Regions from separate parts of the Mus musculus genome. Here all the other regions are linked to region 2. The links are chromatin contacts, called in public HiChIP or PLAC-seq and promoter capture Hi-C maps. All regions are on one chromosome and are shown on one strand. The core of a region is the stretch at or near the end of the contact, and the rest is flanking DNA. Distances in the headings are between cores, read along the strand shown. Region 1 holds the start of Psors1c2 (psoriasis susceptibility 1 candidate 2 (human)). Region 2 holds the start of Ddr1 (discoidin domain receptor family, member 1). Region 3 holds the start of Pou5f1 (POU domain, class 5, transcription factor 1).

Evidence for each region. Promoter capture Hi-C pulls out the DNA fragments that hold promoters and counts their contacts. HiChIP or PLAC-seq counts read pairs in DNA pulled down with a chosen protein or histone mark.
Region 1: a contact with region 2 is called in a promoter capture Hi-C map of embryonic stem cells. The contact joins the promoter of Psors1c2 here to the promoter of Ddr1 in region 2. A contact is called at or near these places in 8 of 39 promoter capture datasets (the C10 cell line, the HPC-7 cell line, the SN4741 cell line and 4 more), 2 of 484 Hi-C or Micro-C datasets (embryonic stem cells and uterus), 3 of 115 datasets of contacts at active chromatin or transcription factors (embryonic stem cells, epiblast stem cells and pancreatic cancer cells) and 4 of 9 other capture datasets (adipose tissue, liver, macrophages and 1 more).
Region 3: a contact with region 2 is called in an H3K4me3 HiChIP or PLAC-seq map of embryonic stem cells, with 18 read pairs. The contact joins the promoter of Pou5f1 here to the promoter of Ddr1 in region 2. A contact is called at or near these places in 8 of 39 promoter capture datasets (the C10 cell line, the HPC-7 cell line, HPC-7-derived erythroid cells and 6 more), 5 of 484 Hi-C or Micro-C datasets (embryonic stem cells, muscle stem cells and nephron progenitors), 5 of 115 datasets of contacts at active chromatin or transcription factors (embryonic stem cells, epiblast stem cells, memory CD8 T cells and 1 more) and 4 of 9 other capture datasets (adipose tissue, liver, macrophages and 1 more).

The regions. Positions count from the first base shown.
Region 1 is chr17:35,531,749-35,536,241 of GRCm38.p6, forward strand. Psors1c2 (psoriasis susceptibility 1 candidate 2 (human)) reads left to right here and starts at 1,453. Exons shown (of 2, transcript NM_020576.2): 1 at 1,453-1,546; 2 at 2,151-2,899. The coding sequence starts at 1,492. The coding sequence ends at 2,503.
Region 2 is chr17:35,698,055-35,702,834 of GRCm38.p6, forward strand. Ddr1 (discoidin domain receptor family, member 1) reads right to left here and starts at 2,536. Exons shown (of 18, transcript NM_001198833.1): 1 at 2,377-2,536. LOC115488883 (a small nuclear RNA gene) reads right to left here and starts at 1,255; the gene lies at 1,149-1,255.
Region 3 is chr17:35,503,491-35,507,943 of GRCm38.p6, forward strand. It overlaps Pou5f1 (POU domain, class 5, transcription factor 1), which reads left to right and starts at 2,542. Exons shown (of 5, transcript NM_013633.3): 1 at 2,542-2,993. The coding sequence starts at 2,610. Gm32362 (a long non-coding RNA gene) reads right to left here and starts at 2,247. Exons shown (of 3, transcript XR_385564.3): 1 at 1,936-2,247. RefSeq lists promoters at 1-2,612, 661-2,561, 2,319-2,588 and enhancers at 1-1,324, 489-597, 1,319-2,327, 1,409-1,651.

The DNA.
Region 1 (4,493 bases), core at 203-2,702, 170 kb before region 2:
GCAGATGCTGTCCTAGGCCAGGGCCACTGTGATGGACGGCAGGGGGTTCCTGGCAGGGGCAGGGCACAGTTCCAGACTGTGATGGACGGCAGGGGGTTCCTGGCAGGGGCAGGGCACAGTTCCAGACTGTGATGGACGGCAGGGGGTTCCTGGCAGGGGCAGGGCACAGTTCCAGAAGGGCTTTGGGATGGACTGGAGAGATGGCTAAGTGGTCCTAAGCACTGGCTGCTCTTCCGGAGGATCTAGATTAAAATCTTAACAACCACATGGAGTCGAACAACTGTTTATAACTCCAGTTCTGGTGGATTCAATGCCTTCTGACCTCCCTGTGCATCACTTGTATGTAAAACACTCACATTTTCTTTTTCTTTTCTTTTCTTTTTTTTTTTTTTTTTTTTTTTTTGGTTTTTAAGACAGGGTTTCTCTGTGTAGCCCTGGCTGTCCTGGACCTCACTCTGTAGACCAGAAAGAAAGGAAAGAAGAAAAAAAATCTGTGTGTGAGAGGAGGGAGGAAGAGTAACAATGGGTTAAAACCTTGGGAGCCTGAGGGAGATGGTCCAGGATCAAGATGGATGCTCTGGGGCCAGGGCTATCAAGTGGAAACCAAGTTTCCCTGATCAGCCATAAGTAGAATCCCAAACCGACCAGGTGGGGACAGATGTGTGGGGATTGGAGCTGTAGTCCAGACACTCTCAAGCCTTCTGAAGCAATCTCTCTTGGTGGTGGTGGTGGTGGTGGTGGGTGTGTCTTAAGGACCCTGATGCTCAGGGCCATCCTGAAGAAGGAAGATTTCTAGGGTTACAAGGGCAGGGGTGGGGGAGGGGAGCTCTTCCTGAGTCTTTGGTGTTGATGCAGTCACCTCTGCATGGGGTCAGGAACCAGGATATCCTGGCTTCCCGCGTCACCCAGGTGGCTCCCCCTGGAATTCCTTAGATGTCACTGCCTGGGAAGTTCCCAGTGACTGACTGAGGTGACATGCCAGAGAGCATGGTCCAGAGGGGAGTGGGGGGACGGAGCTCCGAGGCTGAGATGCCAGTCTAGAGGGTGCTTTCTGACCCAGGCGTCCCGCCTCTGCCTCTAATTACCAAGCTTCCCCACGCGAGGTTTGCCCCCATTTTGTGGCTTCCAATAACTATCACGGATGAAAGGTAGCCTTCCTTGTGATTATAAAGATGACAGGTGGGTCCTGATTCCTGCCGGGTGTGGATGGAGGAGGTGTGAAAACAAGGGTGGAGCCTCCTGGGGTCTGGGTCACTGATAGACCCGGCTGCCCCCGGCCCCCGGGACTGGGGGACAGAAAAGAGGGATGCTTACTGGCAGGTTCTTTGTAAACGGGTTTGACCAGTTAGGCTCTGGTAGGGATTCCTTAGGGTGCTGAGCTGGCCCCTCCCCACAGACTGGCCACCCCCTCTACCTCCTCTGCTATAAAGCCTCTTAGGTTCTCAAGCACCTAGACTCGGAGCACCCCGCCTTGGGGGCCAGTAGACAGCCATGATGCTCACCTGGAAGCTGCTAGGCCTGCTGGTCCTTTGCCTGTGTGCAGGAGGTGAGTCGTCAGAATAGGCCAGGAGCACAGCTGGGGTGATGGAGATGGTCGAAATGACCCACCCTTAGGGAGGGGACGCCCCCAGGAGGAAAGGAGTAAGAGGAACGCAGAGCAGAAGGGATTCTTGGAGTGTCCTTAGTGGGGAAGCTCAGGGGATTGCAGGCAGGGGCACCTTGATTCTGAATATGTTGCTGGGTCAGGTGGAGGGATGCGATAGAGTTGTGTGGAGTCACCAGGCCTAGGGAGTCACTGGGACTGAGGGCTGGTTATTACAGAGATGGCGCCTGAGTGACAGGTGGGGCCAAGACCACTTCCAGTGCAGACCACCCTGGGGGAGGTTCCAGTGGAGTATCCCAACCAAGGTTGAACAGAGAACCATTTGGAAGTATGATCGTGTCAGTGGTCCGGATGAGCCTAGGGCTTTCACACCGTGTGAAGATGGCCTCAGTGTTTGGGAAATGTATGGAGAGCACTTTGGGGGTCACTCTGAGATCTGTTTTGGGGCTCAGGCTGTGCTAGTCTAAGTGAGGCTCAACCTTTGGGTATGAAGCTGGGTGGGAAGTGTTCTGCGACTGTATCTCTTATTCTCCTTCCTCCTCTACAGGCATTTCAGGCAATGGCGACCCTTCTCCCGGATCTACAGACACCCACGAAGAGGAGGACTCCCCACCATTGCCTCTGGGACCCCCAATCCCTGGTGATCCCTGGCCTGGGGCGCCTCCTTTGTTTGATGAACCTCCGCCTCCAGGCTCCAACCGTCCCTGGAGAGATCTTCCTGACAGTGGTGCCTGGCCCCCAAAGCCCCCAAGCACTGATCCCCCTAAACCTCCTCTGCCTGATGACCCCTGGCCAGCAGGAACCCAGCCCCCAGAAAACCCCTGGCCTCCTGCCCCTGAGATGGACCATGAATCTCAGGAGGAGCCAGACCTTGACCCACCCCAGGAAGAGTATAGATAGGGGACCCTAGGGAACGTGAGCCTCCACAGAGCACACCAAAGCCCACCTTTTTCATTGGCTGCCCGCTTAGAATCTCAATTTTCCCTAATCCCTTAGTTCCCTTCCTCAGTCTCTGTTTGAATTGTGTTCTATGTTGGAAGTGTCTATGCTCTGCAACCCCCCCTCCCTCCACTTTGTGGTCCCTGTTCAGTCATTATGTTGTCCCTTCGCTTCTCTTGATCAGCAGAAAGCACACTCCTACCTCACTCAGCCTGTTCTTGCTTGTCTAGACCTGGACTTCTAGGCAGAGCCTGAGCTCTGTGCTCTCTGCTGCCCCCTGGTTTTCTTAGCTGGGAACTGACAGTCGATCAGGATGGTGCTTCCAATGGAAAAATAAAAGCCACGTTTTCTTCTGAATCTAGTCTGCTTTTTTTACCGTTGCTTAGGTTTTTAAATATTCAGTCGCGTTCCTCTCAGCTCTTAGCTTGCAGAGATCTAGAAATGGTGTGTGTTTTTTGTCTTGCACTTGTGCAGGGAGGAGGGCTAAGTACGTAATTTCACATCACAAGGGTATGCAGACCCATGGTCTTGCTCCTCTGGTGTTCCTGTGAAAGAGAAAGCTTGCCGCTCTCTAATGGCTGTGGCTTGTCTGCCCTAGGTGGTACATGTAAACCCGTAGGGTGTATGAGTAGTTTGTTTTGTTTTAGAGACAAGGTTTCTCTGTGTAGCCCTGGCTATCTGGAACTCAATCTGTAGAGCAAGCCTGACTCAAACACACAGATCTACCTACCTCTGCCTCTGGGTGCTGGGATTAAAGGCGTGTGCTACCACCACCCAGCTAGGCAGTTTGTTTTAAGGAACTCCATTCTGGATGCATTCAAGGTCCTTCTGGAACAGGGCCTCTGGCCCACACTGAGCCTGGGTAGGGTGTTCTTCTGGAACCTGCCCAGTAAAGAAACACAGTTCTTCCCAGCTTCTTTTTTGTTTGTTTTTTTGTTTTGGGGTGTGTGTGTGTGTGTGTGTGTGTGTGTGTGTGTGTGTGTGTACAGGATCTTTCCGTGTATTTCTAGCTGTCCTGACACTGTGTAGACCAGGCAGGCCCCCAACACACGGAGATCCACCTGTCTCTGTCTCCCCAGTGCTGGGATTAAAAGAATGCATCACCATACCCGACTCCTCCCAGCCTCTACAGATGCATTTTCAATGAAAGTTTGCTTTTCAGGGCTGGAAAGATGGCTCAGCAGTTAAGAGCACTGTCTGTTCTTCCAGAGGTTCTGAGTTCAATTCCCAGCAACCACATGGTGCCTCACAGCCATCTGTAATGGAATCTGATGCCCTCTTCTGGTGTCTGAAGACAGTAACAGTGTACTTCCATAAAATAAAAAAATAAATAAAAAGTTTGTTTTCCATATCTAATTAGTATTTTTAACTTTAATATCTGTGTTTTATAGTTGTACTATAAATTTAATGCTGAATAATTATTTAAGTCTTTTTTGTTTGTTTTTGTTTTTGTTTTTCGAGACAGGGTTTCTCTGTTTAGCCCTGGCAGTCCTGGAACTCACTCTGTAGACCAGACTGGTCTCCAACTCAGAAATCCGCCTGCCTCTGCCTCCCAAGTGCTGGGATTAAAGGTGTGCGCCATTACTGCCCTGCTTTAATACAAGCCTTATGAACCAGTCATGGTGATGTACATCTGTAATGCTGGCACTAGGGAAGTGGAGGCAGAGCAGAGGGTTCAGCAGTTCAAGTTCATCTTCAACAGCACATCAAGTCAGATGCCATCTGGAATCCGGGAGACCCTGGTTCAGCAGAGAAAAGGGAGTGGCTCAGTTGGCAGAGAGCTTCCCTGGCATGCACAGCCATAGAACAGTTTTGAAGACAGTCCAAGATCCACAAGACCCTCAGATATATGCAGTAGCAGGAAAAGACAAGAGAGAAATACAAAGAAGGGGCTGGAGAGATGGCTCAGTGGCTAAGAGCACTCACTGCTCTTTCGAAGGTGCTGAGTTCA
Region 2 (4,780 bases), core at 1,286-3,785:
CACCCCCACCGCAGTAGAAACAGCAGGGCCCTTGTTCCCCTGAGTAACCTTCATGCCTATCCCAGATGAGTCATCAGAGACAGACAGTGCTGAGAGGAGCCTGGGGCTGAGATACAAAGCCAGGCAGGGACAGGAGGCGTGGAAGGGGAGGGGGCGGGGGGAGAGACAGAGCAGAACACAAAGCCAGAGGTAAATAGAGCAGGCAGAGAACGGGACACAGGGCCAAGTGCAGGAGCTGCAGAGACATGCTCACAAGGTCTGGGGCAACCCCTTTCCCATTGTCTCCTAGGTCTTGAATCCCACAATCAATCAGACCGGCTCAGGAGAGCCACCTCAATGGTACCCCACCTGGCCCTTCTTCAACCAATTACAAACCAAGGATCAGGACACTGCGCCCTGGGCCCTTCCTTCTCTCCTAAACCCATCGCCCAATCCCAGCTCTAGACACATACATACACACAGGGGACTTAAACCCACTGTGAACGCTAAATGTATCCTGCTCACATACCACTAGCGCCTTACTGCCTCTCACAGACATTTTCCTTTTCCTTTCTTCATTTCTTTTCCTTTTAGCTCCTGACCCTCCTGCCTCTTCAGCACACCCTATTGGCCTGTGTCCCACCAAGACCAGCTCACACAATTCCTATCCACTCTGTACAGATCTTTTTTGTTTTTTCTTGTATGCCGCTATCCTGTTTAGATTCAAAGAATGGAGTTCAGTTTTGCACCAAGACGTTCATATCCTGGAAAGGCTGTTTCAACTCACTTCAGCACCTTGAGCCCCACCCCCACCCCCGTTTTCTGCAAAAAGAGAGATAAATAGTCTACATGAGAGACTCTACAGTCTCCAGGATTTTGTTGTTGTTCCTGGACCCTGCATTCTTCCCTGGGGTCTTTTTAATTTTTATTTATTTATTTATTTGTTGTTGTTTTTTTCGAGATAGGGTTTCTCTGTATAGCCCTGGCTGTCCTGGAACTCACTTTGTAGACCACACTGGCCTTGAACTCAGAAATCCGCCTGCCTCTGCCTCCCAAGTGCTGGGATTAAAGGCGTGCACCACCACGCCTGTCTAATTTTATTAAGTATTACCTGGACCTCAAGTAGCTTTAAAGACAACTCCTCCATTAAATTCCATCTTCCATCATTTAAAAATTAAGGACCGTTCATGAATTTCCGTGTCATGCTTGTATAGGGGCCGCATTAGTCTTCTCTGTATCTTTCCAATTTTAGTATATGTGTTGCCGAAGCCAGCACCACTCCACACAGATCTTGACATCTTCTGTGTGTGCGTTTGATTTCTTTGTGTTGCTTTGGGGCGGGGAGAAGGACTGGTTAGTTGCTTGGGTTTTGTTGTCTCACTGTGTAGCCCTGGCTAGCCTGGAACTCAGAGAGATTCTCCTGCCTCTGCCACTCGAGTGCTGGAACTAAAGACCTGTACTCCTAACAGCAAGATAGTTGGTTGGGGTTTTTGTTTGTTTGTTTTGTTTTGTTTGAGACAAGGTCTCAAGTTCAACTACGATGCCAAGGAAGGCTGACCTTCAGTTCTTTATCACCAGAGGCTAATTACAGGTGTGTGCCACAAACCCCGAGGTAATCTATAAAGTCAGATCTCACCATTTAGCGAATACTAAACGGCAGACACAAGCTCCTATAATCAGAAGACAAAGTGAGCCACACGCAGGCCCTGAGGTACAGGATCCTCAGAGAACGGAGCCACCCACCCCCAAACATCCAGAGTGACTGAGCCAGAGGGAAGCCAAGAGCAGGCAGGAACAGGTGGGACTCAGGTGGGAAGAACAGCAAGAAAAACAAGGACCATCTCTCCCTGTTCTCAAGCATTCTACTGTGTGTGACCTGTCCCTACAGTGAGTGCCACACGAGTCTGGACACACCTCCATCCTTCTCAGCCACTCAGTTGTAGGCCAGCCGGGCGGTGGCTGGGAGAGGGGGTGCTGAAAAGAATTGCCTGGCCAGAAAGGGAGCCTGGGAGCGTTGCTCATTGGGCGGTGACCTCGTCTCTTGGCACAACCCGGCAACCACGGAGCGTGGCTGGTCTGGTAGGTTGGGCGTCAGGCTGGCTCCCTCTGGCCTGGGCAGCTTAACCGAGCATGTCCGTAAGCATGGCACCGGAGGTTGAGGGGTAGGCACCGATAGGATGACTCAGTGGGCTACATATGCGCGCACCTGTCCTCTTGGAGTTAGGTTCTCCCCTCACCCAAGAAAAGAGAGGTCCTCGCTCTCTTTTCGGAATAGTTTCTCGGAAAGTCAGGACCCTCTGCTTTGGATGGAGAGTCAAAATCCCGGGGCAGCAAACATAACTGGGGTTCCCCAACCCGCTCCCCTTGCCTCTTGCTCGTCCCCGCCTCAGTCCCTACCTCTCATGGCTCTCCGGGGCGGACCCGGGCGTCAGGCCCCGGCTTGGGGCCTCCTCGGCGGCGGGGCGCGGGAGGGGAGCGCAGGCGCCGGCGGGGCTCGGGTGTCGGGAGGCGGCTCCCGCGAGCAGCTGTCGGGGGCCTGTTCCGGGGAGAGGAGCCAGCGCGGGGCCGGATCGCGCCCAGGCGCCGCCTCCCCGCGCCCGTCCCCCGCCGGTACTCCCGCCCCGGCGCCCGCGCTCCCACGCCCGGCGCCGCCCCTCGCTCCTCTCCTAGTGCGGTACCCGCCCTGCAAGTGCTCCCCAGCGCGTAGCCTCCACTAGGTGATCCGCACGCCCATCCCCCGCCACCCCGATGCTGGGGTACAGCAGCACCATCAGGGGCCCGCTAAGCCCCCTAGGGACCCCGCGCGGTGGCTCGGGGGTGGGGAGAGTTGGCGCCGTCCCTCCTCCCCTTTTTCTGGGCTCGGTTCCTGGAGAGAGGGAGAGAAGCACGGAGAAGCGGCCCCAGGGCACGCAGGAAGGAACGGGTTCCCACAGGCCCAGCACCGGAGCGAGAGCTGCAGCCCGGCTGGGGGAAGGGAGCCGGGCTCACCTGTCTAGCCAGACCCTCTAGGTTCACACTCCACCCCATTTGTCACCATTTGGCACACACCCCTCCTCCGGATCCCAACCTAAATCACTCCCCCCATCCCCGCGCGCCCCAAGTCTGAGAGCCGGTCACACTCTTTTAGTCTCAACTTTTTTCTGTTCCCTTCTTCCAGAACCTCTCCCCAGCTTGGCAGCTCCCTCCTGTCTTCTCAGGATCCCTGAGATTCAAACCCCCAAGCTCCGGATCCCCCTGGGATCCCTGCTTCATCCAGGCTAACTCTGCAGTCTTTCTCAGGCAAGCCTCCCTCAGTCCCAGTCAGTCAGCTCGGTCCCTGGTGGAAGCCGCAGAGTCTGGCTTCTGGCAAGGAGAAGGGCAAAATGGAGCCAAGACGAGGTGGGGGTGGGGGAGGAAGATAGATAGGCGCCCTGAAAAATAAAGACACTGCCCAAAGCACAGGAACGCATGACCCAGGGATACAAGGAGACAATGAACGGAGAGAGCTGCTGAGCCATGGACCGGAGAGATAGAGGCAGGGAGGACAACAGAGCTAGTGTGGGAGTGTGGGAGGTGTTCCGTCCCATTCAGCACCACCTGTCATTCCTACCTCTCTCCAACGCCACCCCCCCCCCCATACCTGCCAAGTCCCCGGATAATGTCAGGTCACAGTAAAGTCTCCGGTCTCACCACCCGGTTACAAACACATCCCAACTGACTCAAAACTCACACCCAAAAAGCATTTCCAAAGAGTCTCAAGAAAGACACGAAGTCCAAACAAACCAAGACAAGTACACACAAAAAACCTACCAGGAAGATAAGCTGCCCCTAGGGAGAAGCCAAGGCAGGCTGGGTCTCCAGTTTACAAACCCAGGGACGTTCCAGCTGCTGAAGGACCTGCTAATGGCTCCCATGGCCACTGGGAGAACTGCCTACGACCTTTTCACCTAGACCTTAGGGGACACCCACCCCGACTCCCCAAATCACCTACCCCTCTGCAGACAGCGATTGGAAATCTGGGTCCTGCAGAGACTGGGCGGGGTGTGGAGCTTGGCTGGGGGTGGGGCCAAGGTTTCCCAGTAACCTCACCTGCGCTGGCGGCAGCCCCTCCTCCCAGGAGGGCCGCTCTGGGGAAGCCCGGGACAGGACTAGCAATGCTTCAGCCCCTCACGCCCGTGACTCACACTGCCCAGTGAAGGGCCCATGGGAGGTAGAATCTTGAAGCCTTGGCCCCTTTATCACTCTCCCAGGAAAAATTCCTAGTCGGTGATGCCCACCTCGCTCCAGACCAGGGCCGGAGGAGTAGGAGGGACGCAGGGCTGGGGCCCAGCGGAGTCAAGTGACAGCAGAAAAGGAGCTGGAGCCGGCTGGAATGTGCTACTCGGAGCCCAGATTCCCAGGGGCCAGAGAGGGAAATCCCAGCCATCCTGGGGCCTACATAGCTGAGCCAAGAACCCAGCCATCTGTGGCTCCCCAGCCCTCTGCTCCTCTCCAGGGCCCCCTGTTGTACCCTAGAACCTGGGAAGTTCTCTCTACTTTTCCCTCATGCACACTCTCCCATGCTGGACCCTTTTCTGCAAGCACAGGAAGAAGAAGCAAAAAACAAAAACAAACAAACAAAAACAACAACAAAACAACTGAGGGGAAGGGGGATGTGAAAAGAGGCACGTAGGAGAAATAAGAGCTCAGCTCAAGGCCTGCAGACCACCCGACCATTGTAGGAAAGCAGGACAAAACCAGTGAGAGGAGAGTGGACTAGATGGGCCCACCCTCAACACCCCCAACACACACTAGCTACAGTCCCTGCCTCGAGATGCAGCTG
Region 3 (4,453 bases), core at 1,292-3,791, 190 kb before region 2:
GTTCAAGGCCAGCCTGGTCTACAGAGTGAGTTCCAAGCCATCTAAGGCTATGTAGGGAACCCTTGAATCAAACCCAAAAGTTAGTCTGATGATTTTCTAAGACCCAGGAGGCAAGAAACTGGATCAGATGAGCCAACAGGTCTGCTGTCCCATCTCCAGGGCCACCAGGCTCACAGCTCGGGACCAGGCTAGGGCACATCTGTTTCAAGCTAGTTCTAAGAAGACTTGGGACTTCAGACAAAGTTGCTGTTAAGGACTGTATTATACTCTAGGCACGCTTAGGGCTAACCTGGTTGCAAAGCCAGTCACTAGGCAGTTAAAGGACTCAGAATATGTCTCTTGTCCTGGCCAGTGAGTCACCAAAAGAGAAATCACAATCCATAAGACAAGGTTGGTATTGAATACAGACAGGACTGCTGGGCTGCAGGCATACTTGAACTGTGGTGGAGAGTGCTGTCTAGGCCTTAGAGGCTGGCCCTGGGAGGAACTGGGTGTGGGGAGGTTGTAGCCCGACCCTGCCCCTCCCCCCAGGGAGGTTGAGAGTTCTGGGCAGACGGCAGATGCATAACAAAGGTGCATGATAGCTCTGCCCTGGGGGCAGAGAAGATGGTTGGGGAGGGGTCCCTCTCGTCCTAGCCCTTCCTTAATCTGCTATTGAGGAAGCTTTGTGAACTTGGCGGCTTCCAAGTCGCTGCCTTTATTTAGGTCTTCCAACTAACCTATGGCACTGTTCCACAATGAATGTATAGAAATTGGGAGGTGAGCATGACAGAGTGGAGGAAACGGAAGATTCATGGAGAGGGCCAGAGAGATGGCCCCTCAGCCACCCTGGGGGATGACTTGGACCCATGTGGTAGAAGGAGGGGACTTCCACACATGTGCTATGTGTAGCTGTGTGTAGGTACATACACACCCTTAAAATAAAACGCAATTTTTTTTTCAAAGTCTCAGGGTGAATTTGGTGAAGTCGATGAAGCTGAGGCAGGAGAATTATCAGGAGTTCAAGGGCAGCTTGTTTTATAGAGAAAGGTTCCATCTCTACCTGATGAAGACTACCATCAAGAGACACCCCCGCCCCCCAGGGCACCTAGAGCCACTGACCCTAGCCAACAGCTCAGGCGGGCTGGGCCCAGGCTCAGAACTCTGTCCTGGCTATGTACACTGTGGGGTGCTCTGGGCTTTTTGAGGCTGTGTGATTCACCCTGGGGCCTTCGTTCAGAGCATGGTGTAGGAGCAGACAGACAAACACCATCCCTTGCAGACAGGCACTCTGAGGGCTATTCTCTTGCAAAGATAACTAAGCACCAGGCCAGTAATGGGATCCTCAGACTGGGCCCAGAAAACCACTCTAGGGAAGTTCAGGGTAGGCTCTCTGCACCCCCTCCTCCTAATCCCGTCTCCTTAGTGTCTTTCCGCCAGCACAGGAATGGGGGAGGGGTGGGTGACGAGGATGAACACCGGAGTCCCTGGAGGAAGGGAAGCAGGGTATCTCCATCTGAGGCTCTGTCTTTGAGGAGAGGTGGAGAGCTGGGGAAGTCTTGTGTGAGGGGATTGGGGCTCAGGAGGGGGTTGGGGAGCAGGAAGTTGTCCCCAGGGGAGCCATCCTGGCCCATTCAAGGGTTGAGTACTTGTTTAGGGTTAGAGCTGCCCCCTCTGGGGACCAGGATTGTCCAGCCAAGGCCATTGTCCTGCCCCCTTCCCCCAGTCCCTCCCAGGCCCCTTTGAACCTGAAGTCAGATATTTCTTCTCTCTACCCACCTCCCACCCGTTGGGTTTCTCCACCCAGGAACTAGGCTGGAAGCCTGGGATGAGGAGGTGGGGGGAGGGAGAACTGAGAATCTTGAGGAAAGAGGCCCCGGCCTTAACTGTGAGGGGATGGAGCCTGGGTGCAGGTCTTATGGGGGTTGGGGGGTGGTTAGTGTCTAATCTACCAACCTGGACAACACAAGATGGAATACTGTGCTCTGAAAACGCAGAGCCAGCACTTCTCTGGGGTCTCTGGGGACATATCTGGTTGGGGCTCGGGGTCCCATGGTGTAGAGCCTCTAAACTCTGGAGGACTGGAGGTGCAATGGCTGTCTTGTCCTGGCCTTGGACATGGGCTGAAATACTGGGTTCACCCATATCTAGGACTCTAGACGGGTGGGTAAGCAAGAACTGAGGAGTGGCCCCAGAAATAATTGGCACACGAACATTCAATGGATGTTTTAGGCTCTCCAGAGGATGGCTGAGTGGGCTGTAAGGACAGGCCGAGAGGGTGCAGTGCCAACAGGCTTTGTGGTGCGATGGGGCATCCGAGCAACTGGTTTGTGAGGTGTCCGGTGACCCAAGGCAGGGGTGAGAGGACCTTGAAGGTTGAAAATGAAGGCCTCCTGGGGTCCCGTCCTAAGGGTTGTCCTGTCCAGACGTCCCCAACCTCCGTCTGGAAGACACAGGCAGATAGCGCTCGCCTCAGTTTCTCCCACCCCCACAGCTCTGCTCCTCCACCCACCCAGGGGGCGGGGCCAGAGGTCAAGGCTAGAGGGTGGGATTGGGGAGGGAGAGGTGAAACCGTCCCTAGGTGAGCCGTCTTTCCACCAGGCCCCCGGCTCGGGGTGCCCACCTTCCCCATGGCTGGACACCTGGCTTCAGACTTCGCCTTCTCACCCCCACCAGGTGGGGGTGATGGGTCAGCAGGGCTGGAGCCGGGCTGGGTGGATCCTCGAACCTGGCTAAGCTTCCAAGGGCCTCCAGGTGGGCCTGGAATCGGACCAGGCTCAGAGGTATTGGGGATCTCCCCATGTCCGCCCGCATACGAGTTCTGCGGAGGGATGGCATACTGTGGACCTCAGGTTGGACTGGGCCTAGTCCCCCAAGTTGGCGTGGAGACTTTGCAGCCTGAGGGCCAGGCAGGAGCACGAGTGGAAAGCAACTCAGAGGGAACCTCCTCTGAGCCCTGTGCCGACCGCCCCAATGCCGTGAAGTTGGAGAAGGTGGAACCAACTCCCGAGGAGGTAAGTGAAGGGACTTGGCTGGGCTGGCAGAGGCAGCAGTGAAGGGAATTGGGAACATGTAGGGTAGCCACCCTGCCTGCCAAAGGTGGTGATGGCTGCCGGGCCTCCTGAGAAGCACGACGCAGTGTGGACTAGAACCCAGAATTGCAAGAATCAGAAACCGGCCTGGATTGTTTCGGCCTGGCCCTTGTCATGTAGGTCACCTAGGCCTGGCCTGTGTCCCGACACTTGCTTCATGCCATCACTGTCTGTACACCAGTGATGCGTGAAAATCAGCCCCCCCCCAAAAAAAAAAACATATCAGCCCCTCTGGGGACTTGGATCACAGTCGGACCCAGGAACTTGGCCTTAAGGTTAGGCATGGCTGGGGGGGTAAAAAATGGTGCTTATCCTGGAGTTATTGTTACTGAAGAGGTTGGGTGTGACTGGCTGCTGATAGGAGCTCTTGTTTGGGCCATGTGTGGAGTAGGGCTCACCTTCAGTCAAGTTTACGGCCTGTCTACTTTAGCCTCAGACTCCATGAGTCACCTTTACACGAGCAGACCCTTGTAGTGCCTGAGGTGCAGATCTGATCGATTTCAGCCTTTCTACCTTTCCTTGTAAACAAGAAAGGGACACCCTTGGGTAGGGGAGTTTTATCTCCAGGCCATCTTAAGATCATTCTGTGAGTGCACGGGCCTTGCTTAGTGTCTGATGGCCTACAGCCAGCACTCTGGAGCAAGTGTAAGCAATTAGCCTTAAGAACAAGGTGCGAGTGGATACCGATGCCCGCCGGGAGTTCCGACAGCTTAGCGATTGTTGTAGCAGGAGTCCCCTCCCTAAGTGCCAGTTTCTGTGTTATCTCAGGTCCTGTATGCCGCCGGGAGTCCCCTAGGAAGGCATTAATAGTTTATCTCACATCTTAAATGGCCCTTAATGAAGCAAGAGATTTGAACCTTAGTTAAGCTAATCCCAAATCCTCAAAATAGGATTTAGAAAAGCCAAAGACACTGCTGAGGGCGATTACAAGTTTTGGTCTTTTGAGGAGCAGTTGGAGATGAAAGTCTGTCTGAAGCCGAGAGAATCCTTTTCCATTGAAATGGCATTGAGGTGTGCCTCACTGGCTGCTGCTTCTGTCTGTGCCCTGGGTTGGCCAGCCTTTGTGGAGCACCTCAGCCCTCCATCCTGGACCTTTGCTCCAACAACCTGCTCCTCTTCCGCCCTCAAGGCTGACTTGCATCTCCCCAGATGACTGCCTCCATTTCTGTCTTCTGTTAGAGACAGAAAAGCCTGAGAAACCGACAGCCATTTTGGGGGGGGGGGGTCCGGTTCACACGCTGCAACTTAGAAAGCACACTCAACTGGCCATCTGTTATACCCTCCCCACCTGGTCCCAACCATCACTGTGTACTACTGAGAAGAAGGCAGCCTTAGCCACACCCTCGAGTGCCCCTGCCGTTCTATTGCTCATACATCGATTG